3 separate regions of the Gossypium hirsutum genome follow, and regions 2 and 3 are each linked to region 1. The links are chromatin contacts, called in public Hi-C maps. All regions are on one chromosome and are shown on one strand. Each heading gives the region's core, a stretch centred on a gene start, on an enhancer-like site or on the middle of the called end of the contact. The rest is flanking DNA. Distances are from core to core; before and after follow the strand shown. Region 1 holds the start of LOC107903697 (NLR family CARD domain-containing protein 3). Region 2 holds the start of LOC107903685 (glycosyltransferase family 92 protein RCOM_0530710). Region 3 holds the start of LOC107903684.

The links. Hi-C and Micro-C count contacts between places; a contact is called where the count stands out from the background.
Region 2: a Hi-C map of leaf shows a contact between it and region 1, with 3 times the contacts expected there. The contact joins the promoter of LOC107903685 here to the promoter of LOC107903697 in region 1. A contact is called at or near these places in 6 of 34 Hi-C or Micro-C datasets (callus, leaf and seedling).
Region 3: a contact with region 1 is called in a Hi-C map of leaf, with 2.3 times the contacts expected there. The contact joins the promoter of LOC107903684 here to the promoter of LOC107903697 in region 1. A contact is called at or near these places in 6 of 34 Hi-C or Micro-C datasets (callus, leaf and seedling).

What each region holds. Positions count from the first base shown.
Region 1 is chrD05:47,763,036-47,767,054 of Gossypium_hirsutum_v2.1, reverse strand. It overlaps LOC107903697 (NLR family CARD domain-containing protein 3), which reads left to right and starts at 2,307. Exons shown (of 19, transcript XR_001685898.2): 1 at 2,307-2,560; 2 at 2,671-2,917; 3 at 3,374-3,586; 4 at 3,884-3,942. It overlaps LOC107903696 (a long non-coding RNA gene), which reads right to left and starts at 1,931. Exons shown (of 5, transcript XR_001685893.2): 1 at 1,260-1,931; 2 at 1,039-1,107; 3 at 595-965; 4 at 369-471.
Region 2 is chrD05:48,298,618-48,302,133 of Gossypium_hirsutum_v2.1, reverse strand. LOC107903685 (glycosyltransferase family 92 protein RCOM_0530710) reads right to left here and starts at 2,106. Exons shown (of 1, transcript XM_041092888.1): 1 at 1-2,106. The coding sequence starts at 1,846. The coding sequence ends at 29.
Region 3 is chrD05:48,387,735-48,391,499 of Gossypium_hirsutum_v2.1, reverse strand. LOC107903684 reads right to left here and starts at 1,748. Exons shown (of 4, transcript XM_016829823.2): 1 at 1,523-1,748; 2 at 1,286-1,400; 3 at 203-472. The coding sequence starts at 1,698.

The DNA.
Region 1 (4,019 bases), core at 1,058-3,557:
AATATATTTCTATCACAATGAGGTAAATAAGTTTATGTAAAGGCAATTCTACAGGTTATTCCAACCTATTCGATGGCTTGTTTTCTATTTCCTAGAACTCTATGTGATGAGTTGGAAAGTATTGTTGCTAAATTCTGGTGGCAGAAAGGAAAAGGCAGAAGAGGAATACATTGGTGCACTTGGAAAAATCTCTCTTCATTAAAAGAAAATGGTGGGATGGGCTTTCGAAATTTTGGTCAATTTAATAGTGTTATTAGCGAAGCAAGGTTGGCGTCTCATTAATTACCCAAATTCTTTTTTAGCCAAAATCTTAAAAGCAAAGTATTACCCGTACTCTAGTTTCTTAACTGCGAAGCTGGGAAATTTACCTTCTTTTACTTGGAAAAGTATCTGGGCTGCAAAGGGTCTTCTCCAAAAAGGGATGTGTTGGAGAGTGGGCAGAGGGGATAAAATCTCGATATGGAAAGATTGCTGGATTCAGGGGGTTGACAAAATTGATACACATAACAGAACAAACAGAGGTGAAATTGGGTTAGTTTCGGACCTTATTGATTAATCAAACAGAGAATGGAAATTGGAATTGGTTAATAATACCTTTCAAGAGGACATTGCTCAGAAAATTCTTCAGATTCCCTTCACAGAGATTGAGCATAAGGATTTCCAGGTTTGGAAAGGAGAATTATCTGGTGAGTTTTCGGTCTGCAGAGCTTATAAACTATTACAAGATGCTAATCTAGATCCTAGAAACTATTTATTACAGACCGAAACAAAAGAATTTTACAAGAAACTTTGGAGCCTATAGATACCATCAAAAATTGCATTTACAATCTGGTGGATCTCTTGGGATTTTATTCCAAACTTTGCTAATTTCAGAATCAGGAGAGTTGTTACAAATGACAGATGTCCCCAATGCAGATCTGAAGTTGAAGGAAGCCTCCACGTCTTTCGAGATTGCCCTATGACAACTGAAGTATGGTATCTGTTAAATTTCTCATGGATTATGAATAATACGAGTCAATCTATGTGGGAGTGGCTAACCTGGGTTTTCAAGAGGAGTAACAGCTGTCAATGTCTTCTTTTCTGTTATGCGTTGTGGTGGATATGGTTCTCCAGAAATCAATATATTCACGAGAGGAAAAACACAACAGGAAGGGCTTTAGTACTTAATATTTAAAGATACATGGCAGAACAGGAATGATTAAAAGCTTTAAAGAATAATGAGAGTATATGCAGAAGCTATGGAGTACAAGAGGACATACCGAGAGTCAGGATCCTTTTTGATGCTGTGTACGACAACAAAACTTTCAGATCAGCTTCCGACCTGGTAGGATGGAATCTGAGGGGAAACTTAACAGTGTTAAAGACAGTTATTCATAGCAATGTTCCTTCTCCTTTTGCGGCAGAGGCATATGCATGTTTAGATGGTACAAAGCTAGGGATTTCACTAAGAACCCACTCAGTAAAACTTATGGGGGATTCAAGAACAGTAATAAGGAAATGTCAGGAGACTACCACAGACAAATCAGCAATCGGAGCCATTATCAGAGATATTCAGAGCAAGAAATCTGATTTTCAAGAACTCATTTTTTAGTATATTCATAGATCAAAGAACTCATATGCTCACAGATTAGCAAAAAATGCGCTTGAAAAAGGAGAGACTACTTATCTGAGGGGAGAAGAACTGGATCGCCATAATTTTGCCTCGGTAGAAATTTGGCCAAGAAATCTAGATTGAAGATTTGATTCACAGAAGAAGAAATCAAAATAGATAGCAGAGTGAAGTATTAATGCCTTGGGGACTGCTGTCGATGGAACGTTAGGAGCTTTGGAAATGACGATTCAATTGATATTTTTGGAGTCCAGCTGTGTTTGATTTGACTGGGTTAGGTTTTGAATTGTTTTTTTAATTTCATTTATTGTTTCTCTAGTTCCGTTTAGTTAGAAAGAAGTTGGATAGTTTTCAATTTAGTTTTCTTTGACATATCTTTGGGCCATTGATTGGGCCGCCTGTTAGTTTTTTTTTCTATCTCAATAAAACCCCAGTCTTATTTTCAAAAAAAAATGTTTCTAATTATTTGATCAAATTTAAAAATGATCATAAAATATGTATGATTTTATTATTTAATTTAAAAAATAGATATATAATTTTATCAATTTTTAGAAAATCTAAATAAATATATATAAATGACACCCAGTTATTATATAAAATAAAAAAATTATTGAGAGAATTATTAAAATTGCTTAAGCCGGCCTGGCCCGGACAGATCATCATCAAATTCTTATAGGGATCAAGATAAACCCAACCCGCAAAGTCTTGTTTGTTGAATGCAAACTTTGCAAAGTCCATATGCTTTTATTTTTAGTTTTTTGGTTTTATAATTAGACAACATTCTGGAGATACTGTCGCTCTGTTCGCCGCTCCTATCCCTTCTCCTTCTTCTCTGTAAACTGTGAAGTCCAACCGGTAGGTGCAAGATAGCAGCCTCTCTACCCTTATGCGCATTTAACCTCCACTTCCATGGCCCTCACTTCCACTCTCCCTCTATACTCTCATCCCAAGGTAATTACACGCGCTCACTCTTTTTCGAAATCTCTTCGGTCTCTCGAAAGGTGAAGCTCACTCTATTTGTTTATATGTTTCGTTATTCTCTGGTTCTTCCGATGAAGCAGAGGCTTGGCCTTCAAGCGTTGGCTTCGGACCACGGCCGCTGTCTTGGTCATGATTCCGCTTGGTTTATTACTAGGAGACGTTACTCCAGGTCCAAGAGATTGGTGGTAGCGGCAGCGTACGGTGCGGAGGGAGGCGCGAGGCGGCGTGTTTACAGACAGTCGCAGGCGAAGCAGCCTCTCAGTAGTGCTCCGAAGCAGATTGCAACCTTTGTGGCGCCCGCTGGCGTTTTTATCGCCGCTACTTTTGGTATGGATTTCCGTTTCTCTTCTTCTCTAGTGGATGGTGAATTTGGAATAATGTAACTGATTGCATTCCTATTTATAAATTCATGAGTTTCGTCAATAATTTTGATGAGGTTGTTGAAATTCCCCAATTTGGTTGAGCACAATGAAAATTTACTAGCGCTCTGGTTTTTCTTGATTGCTTACTCAGGCCATAGCTATAAGCATTACATTTGTTAATGGCATTTGATTTTTAATCCGACTTTAGCATTTATTTTAGTCTTTAAGCCAACGTGTTGTCAGTTCTTATACCTTACTATTTCTTTCTGTTGCGCTAGGCATATGAATGGCATTTTGGAATCTTTCTTTTCCTTTTATTGGGGATGCGTTAGGCTTTGTATGGAATGTTTACACGAGTGCAGCACATATTCTTTGTTATGTTTATCCTATATGTACCCTAATTGATGTCTTCAGCTGACAGTTTTATGGAAATTGGTGGAGAAACTCCTTATGCCGAAGCCATCTAGGTCTTCATCTGTTGAAAATAAATCTCCTTCACAAGGAGTGAAGTGGTCTTTTGCCCCAGGAACAAATCTATTGTCAGGTGTTACTGCTAAGATTGATAGACAGTCAAAGCTGACACTCAATGAGTTTGCCAAGGAACTTAGGGCATTCAGCAGTGTTGATATGTCAGGTATGCTGACTGATTTTAGACTATTTCCATAGATAAAGTGAAGCACCTATTTTAATCCTATTCACTTTTCATGTCTGAGTTTAATGACGCAGCCACGAAAATCCAAGATGCAGTTAATGGACAGTAGAAATGGTCTACTAGTCTTTTAAAAGTTTTCATTGTGATGTAATTACTTTCTTTCCTTAGCATTGTTAGCAAGTTATCCAGTTGGATTTAAGATGCAATATATTTTTTACTGCATGTGGATTCATTTCATGTGAACGAAACATGATAAACCTTACTATACATTTTTATTAGGACGCAACTTTGGAGATGAAGGACTGTTTTTTCTTGCCGAGAGCTTAGGTTACAATCAGGTTATGCTTTCCTAGTCTTTATTTGACTATGTTGTTTTTTTTTTATTTTCTTTGTGTCCATTATTATGATTGAGGTG
Region 2 (3,516 bases), core at 857-3,356, 540 kb before region 1:
AGCTTGGAAGCAATCATATTTGGTATCGTTACAAAAGAGACTTCTCCCAGGGTAAGCTTCCTGTGGCAGGATCAGCTAAATTTGCTAGGACAAAGTCTCTCAGACCAGTGTCCCAGACTTCGCAGAACTGTTTTCGCCAGTTTGGTGGTTCAATGGCCTCGGTTCCTAGCCCTGGGGCTCGGTCTTTTGACCCCTGGTTCTGGTTTTCTTGCCAGTCAACAACATATGTTGCAACCCTTCTGAAGAACTTTGCTCTAAAGGTCTCCCATACCTGGTACTTGTAGTGGTTTATTATGATAGAACTTTCGGGTACATTCAGGTACCTGAATCCCTTTTTCAGCTGGAAGTGGTGCACCACATTGAGAAGAGTTTCGTTGAGCAAATCAGGGCGCACAATGGACTTGTGTCGCTCAGGGCTTTGGAGCCGGCAAGTGTAACCTGCAGTTACTCCTTGCAATGGCGGTGAGCTCAATCCGGATGGTCCAAAGCTGTGACAAGCTGTTCTTATCTCTGCAATCGTCCGTGATGACGAGTAATTTGCTACTAGGGATCTTAGTAAATTCTGACCTGGTAACCCTCTCCGGTGATGACGAGGGAAGTAGTAGAACTCATCGACATCAAAGAATCCTACCCATTTACACTCATTTCTTGCTCTCAAAGCACAATGTGAAAATCCTGCCTCTTGAGTTTTAATCCATGGCCAGGTATGTCTGCTAACATTATAGTCTTGAAAATCAAGTTCTTCGATAACATCTTGGATTCCATCATCACTATTATTGTCATAAATGAACCAACGTTCAACTCCGAGCCAGGTATGGTACATAATCCACTCCCGCAGTGCTGGTGCCTGGTTCCAGAGCATAGTGCAGGCACAGAGCTCGAATTTCCCATCATTCCTTTTTGTCTGGTAAGACTTCGAATTGTATAGTTTAGCTACAGAAGGCACAGCAATGTTCTCCTTTTGCCTCATCCGATTCCTCCTGTGATCATAGGATCTGGAATTGCGAAATCTAACTGCAGATGGCATCCGTACATGTTCGACATCATTCCTGCTGGCAAGAACAACTGTAACTCGAATCCCCTGAGCCAAGTCCCGATTATTTCTTATACTGCTGGGCAATGAACACCTAACAACCTCCTGTGCAGCCACTATTGCTTCAGTCATTACCACAAACCCTTCATCTTCTTCATCCGAATTCTTCAAACCAAATTGGCACATGAACCTATTCGGATCAGATTCTTTATGCGGTCGAAGATTCAACCCTTTAGCGAAAACAACGGCAGTTTTCCCATCGAATGCCGCTTCATAAACCAATCTATCCCACGAATGAACCGTCCGATTACTCCTCAAAGACAAACTATAATCAACCCCATGTCCTCGCCACATCAAACCCGCAGCAGCCGAGTAATTCCATGGTGGAAGAGGGCACCTAACAACCGATCGAAATCCATCGAATTCATCCACAGACAAAACCCGTTGACGAACAACATCCTTATGATTCAAAACCTTGTGGTAAACACAGTCCAACTTTTCAGCTTCATCGATCTTGTCGGATACAAGCAGGAGCAAGTGATCGGGGAACAAAACTCGGTCTTCGACGCTCAAAGGAAACCGTAACTTAGCATGAAAAGAATCTTGAAGGGAATTTTTGGAGAGGATAGAAAGACTGGGGACGCTCACAACTGGGTGAAACGACACCGTTCGGATCGGGAACCTCTCCGAAGACAAGAACATGAGGAAAACGAAGAAAGAAAGGCACAAGATTAAGGACCTCCGTGACAAAAACTGAGCTCGGGAGTAGGGCCTGTAGATCCTCTTCCGCTTCAGACGCTGCTCCGACTCCATATTTTTTCAGAAATCCAAAATCCAAATCCGAAGCCAAGAAAGAATAATAATAAAAAAGAGAGATGTAAGTAAATGATTGAGTGGAGTTCTTGGGAGGGCTCAGATCTGGAAGGGCCTCGCCTGAAGCAGTAGCGACACGCGTTAATTGTAGCCGTCAAAGCGCTGAGTGGGGGAGACAGACAGAGAGGTAAGCTTTTTCTTTTTCTTTTTCGCTTTCTTTTTCTTTTTGGTTTGCTATGAATTTCGTTTTAATACACGGTTTATTTATTTATTTATTTGGTCTAAGACAATGGACAGGTGGTTATGCTCAATCGTAGATGTTCAAAGGTGATGTGCTGTGTTGGACTTCCTTTTCTTTTCTTTCTCCTCTTTTTATTTTTATTTTTGTTTTTATATTCTTTTTATAGAATCTTTTTAAATTTATTTTATTCGTGTTTATAAATTAATTTTGGTTTATATTATTTAATTATTAATCAAATTTTGTCTTTTAAGATTTCTTTAATTCTTTTTCGGAGTTAAGTTTAGTCCTCAATTTTTCAAAAAAAGTTTAATTTGATTATCAAGCTTTTAGAAAGTGTTAAATTATTGCTTTTTAAGCAAAAATATTTATTAAAATATTAAATTTTTAAAAGTGACAACTTGAATGGTAATCAACATATATTTCATGTCAAAATTTTTAATTTTTTTATGAATATTTTAAAATTTTAGTATTTTTATATTTTTTAATTATTTATTGACATGGTATATGGGACAAATAGTATTATATTAGTTTGAAGGTATACGTGAATTGTTATGTAAGTTGTCAACTTACCTTAATATCATTAAAAAAGCTAATGTTTTAGTTAACATTTTTGTTTTAAAAAATTATTTGACTATTTTTAAAATATCAAAAGTCAAATTTAATTAAAAAGTATAAGAGTGAAATTAATGAAAAAATGTAACATTTAATTTTAAAATACTTTCTTAATAAGATATTTACTATTCTTATTATCTTTTATGATAGAGTTAAAAGACAAGAATTTTTAGGTAAAAAATTACTTTTTAAATGAAGTTATTATAATATTTATGGGACACTTAAAAGACATACGAGATAAAAAGGCTTACTTAAGCTGTCAATTTTATTTTATTGCATAAAAGAATTTATATATATATAATGTTTGATAATATACCACATTTCATGTTTTAATTTATTAGTATAAATTGAAATATATCATTTATTATGGAGTTATAGTTTTAAATACGATACAAATCTAATATTTAATGTATTAACCGTATACACTAATAACAAATTAAATAATAAAAATTCATTTATTTTAAATAAGTTATAGAATTATGCAGTTTAAATATAAATTTTTAATAAAAAAAATGAAATGACATGGTATTTAAACATTAAAGTGGGTAAAAGCATACCCTTACACGCATTCTTTACACGTTTCTTTCTTTCTTCTTTCAGTATAAAATATATTTATTAATTTGTCGTTTTATGTTTGTTATGAAGTTTCTCAAAAAAAGAAAAAAAAAGTTTCCTTCCATTTTACTCAACAAAGGCAACAAGCTTGGGAAATAAGGGATGAAGTAATTCTTTTATTCAGTATTAAAGTTTCTCATTATATAATTTAATTTACATAATTTGAAAAAAAAACTATTAATTAATCATTATGAAAATAAAT
Region 3 (3,765 bases), core at 499-2,998, 630 kb before region 1:
CTGTATGTGTCCAACACGAGAGTGTTCTATTCTTTTTTAAGTTTTTCTATATATTTGGTAGATCATGTCCCTATTCTCATGTCCAAATGTGTGTTGGACATGACTATCGCATATGAATACTAAGAAAAATGAAGTGTCAAAGCTACATAGACTGCTGTTATACAAAATCAATTGAAAGATAGTGAAGACCAAAGGCACATACCTCAAAACCGAGTACTGATAACTTCTCCTCGTTAACTGCAGGTATACAGCTCCTATAGGTAATATAGGCTCGTGACCCACTCTCCGATGTTGATGAATCATCAAGTAAGCTTCTTCGTTGTCTTAAATTCTCATTGATAACTGAGATTTCACGATTAGACCTACCCTTTTCTGTTTTTTGTTTATTTTCGGCCTTTGAACCATCATCAGTTTCTACACATTTGAAAGGGATACGATAGCCAGTCTCACTACATCGATATTTTTGGTCACTCTGAAGAACAAGTAGCACTCTGATTAAACCCGCAAACAATTTACATAAATGAAAATATAAAATAAAATATTTAAGCCTTCCAGACAAATAAAACAGCAAAGGCAAGCAAAATAAGCAAATGTTAATCTCATTTTAATGGCTATAATCCCTAGAGATGACCATGTAATTGAAATATATCAGCTATTTCAGATTTGAAATGGTAATAACAAGAAAAGTTGAAAAAGATCATTGATTCCTAGCAAGTACGCCTAGTATTAGACATGACACCCGCACACCATTAAGAAAAACTAAAACATGATCATGACAAAATATAATACAAGCAGTCGCAAGCAACATGAATACACAAATGTCTCATTATATATAATAAGAATTATTAACATGTCAAAAATTTACATAAATATAAGATATATTAAACATGACACGAACATGATCCAGATCCACAAATTGCTGGGTCTAGTAGCAGGCACATCAACTTAACAACAAAACCTTTGGCATGCCAGATCTAATTCATCTGTTCACATTAATGTAAAGGAAAAGAATGTTTACATCAAAAATGGTTAAGTGTATTACTTTTTTCACTGATAACAGTGTCTTAAATGGGAGATTAGAAATTTTCTCAGAAAATTAGATTCCATTTCCAGTAAATTAAGAAAGGCGGCACCCAGAAAATTTAACTGGATTTCATACATTTTGTCATATATGAATACTAAGGCTAAAATCTATAGCTTTATAAATCGAAGATAAGGAACTCAACAATTTAATTAACAAATTGAATAACAAAAAAAGATCAGATAAAATAGGAAGAAAAAGAACCTTCTCAGAGTAAAGGCAAGGAACACAAGGTCCAGAGGGAGAGCAATCGAAAGTATTGTTAGCTTCTTTAGAAATTTCTTTGAAGCTCATCAAAACTCTTTGCCCGATTCTTTCACTGCATTAAAATATTTTTAAAAAAATTAGGGTTTAAAGCTTCAATAATATGGAATTAAATTAAATTTCTATATTCGCATGAAAAAAAAGAAATAAAAAAAGAAAAGAAAATAAGGCAATTACTGTTGGTGATGAATTGAAGAAGCTGAGGCAGAGAGGGGAAGGAGGAAAGGCAAGGAAAAGAAGAACAAAACAACTGATGAATTCCAAGATCTCATTCCTTTCTGTGTTCTTTTCTTTTTCAGGTCGATCGTAATTTTCTTTTTCTGTAAAAGATTCTTCTTTTCAAATTTATACATCTATTTATGTATATTTAACGAGTTTCACTCTCACGCAGAATTTTCTGTTCTTTTCGTCCAATTATGCTACAAAACTTTTATATTGACAAATGCATGTAAAAAAATAAAAATAAAAATAATTAAGCCTTTCCTTTTTTTTTTCTTTTTTCACTCTTAAATTTTCAAAATACATTAAAAAATCCTAAAATTTCTCAAAAAAAAATAATTAAGTTGCTATTTTTTTCACTCAATTTGGTACTTAAATTTTCAAAATACATAAAAAAATACTCTCAAAATTTTTTAAAAAAGCAATTAAGCCCATGCTCTTATTAAAAATAAAAAAAACAATAAAATTTAAAAAAATTATTTAATTTTAATAAAAATATAAAAAAATATAAAATTTATTAAAAATTAAATTTTTTATAAAAATCGTAAAAAAATAAAAAAATTGTAAAATTTTATAAAAATCATAAAAATTTTAATGACCTCTAGTTTTTTTCAATTAAAGTCATCACGTGTCACAATATAGTGTGATATGTGGTGAAAAATGATAAAAAATAAAAATCAATAAAAGTTATAGAAAAATTATGAAATATTTCTTTTGTTACAATAGTTTTTTATAATTTTTTATGAAATTTATATTTCTTTACATTTTGTATAATTTTCTTATGACTTTATAAAATTTTATAAAATTTTATATTTCTATATATTTTATAATTTTTTACGATTTTTATAAAATTTTACAATTTTACAATTTTTTTTCTAATTTTTAATATTTGAATTTTTATTAAAATTTAATCATATTTATAGCTTTTATTTATTTTGATTTTCTAGAATTTTTTTCTTCTAATTTTTAATAAAAGCAGGGGCTTAATAGCTTTTTTTTTGAAAAAGTTTGAGGGTTTTTTTAATGCATTTTGAAAGTTCAAAGTACCCACTTAAGTGTAAAAAAAGGGGTTTAACTGTGTTTTTTAAAGGTTTGAGGGTTTTTTTTTGTTGTATTTTGAAAGTTCAAGTACCCAAATGAGTGCAAAAAAAAAAAACGCAAGGCATAATTGTTTTTTTTAAGTTTGAGGACTTTTTACACCCTTAAGCCTTAATAAATTTATAAAAAATATATAATAATTAAATGTGTTTTCGACAATAAAGCCTTAGTCGGGCTGGTTAATAGTAATAAGGATGAAGTGGATTCTTGAAGCATGTTTTATTATTAGTTAGGGTTAAATATAAAATTGATACTCAAATTTGTCCACTTTTTTCAGATTGATATTCGAACTTTTTTTCGTCTACTATATTAGTACCCGAGCCGAACGCCGTTATTTTTTTGCTAACGTAGCAGCATTGTTCATTCGCGTGCCGCCATGTGTCGTCCTCTCAGACACGTGACTTGATCCCTTTAAATTTTTTTCTTTTCATTTTCATTTAAATATTATTTTTTGAGAGTTTTTTTCCCTTTCACCATCGTCTTCTACCTCACTTCGTTTTTTCCTTTCACCATCTCTCGTTTTCTCCTTCACCTCTTTTTTTATTTTTTTTATTTTTTATCTCTTTCGTTTTATTTGTTCATAACATTGCCGAAGGAGAAAACAAGTGAAAGTGTCTTCTTCAAGCAATAGAAAATCAAGTGCTCAAAAAAGGATTTTGTACGGCCATTATGGTTTAAAAGCTCCAGTTTGCAACGCGAATACTCCACGAAACAAAGGGAGAAAATTCTTTGGGTGTGAAAACTTCAAAGAGGTAAAAGTTTGATTTTTAATTATTGGGTTGAAGGAAATTAGTGTTTGTGTTTTGGTCTGCCATTATTGGGTCTGTGAAAAACAAATGATTTTGTGATTTTAGTTGAAGATTTTGTGTACTGACATTTGTAGCAATTTGGGTTGAAGAGATATTTTGATTTCTTTTGTTGTATGTGAGAAACAAAGATCGGGGGTAGTGAATTTTTTCGGGGGGTTGAAGGTAACAGTGAGGGCACGGATTCAACTGCAGAAGAAAAATAATGCACAATTGATGAAATAATGCTTTAAAATAAGATGTTATTGATACTGAATAGGAGATTAAGACTTGAGAACAATGAGCTTAATATTAAGG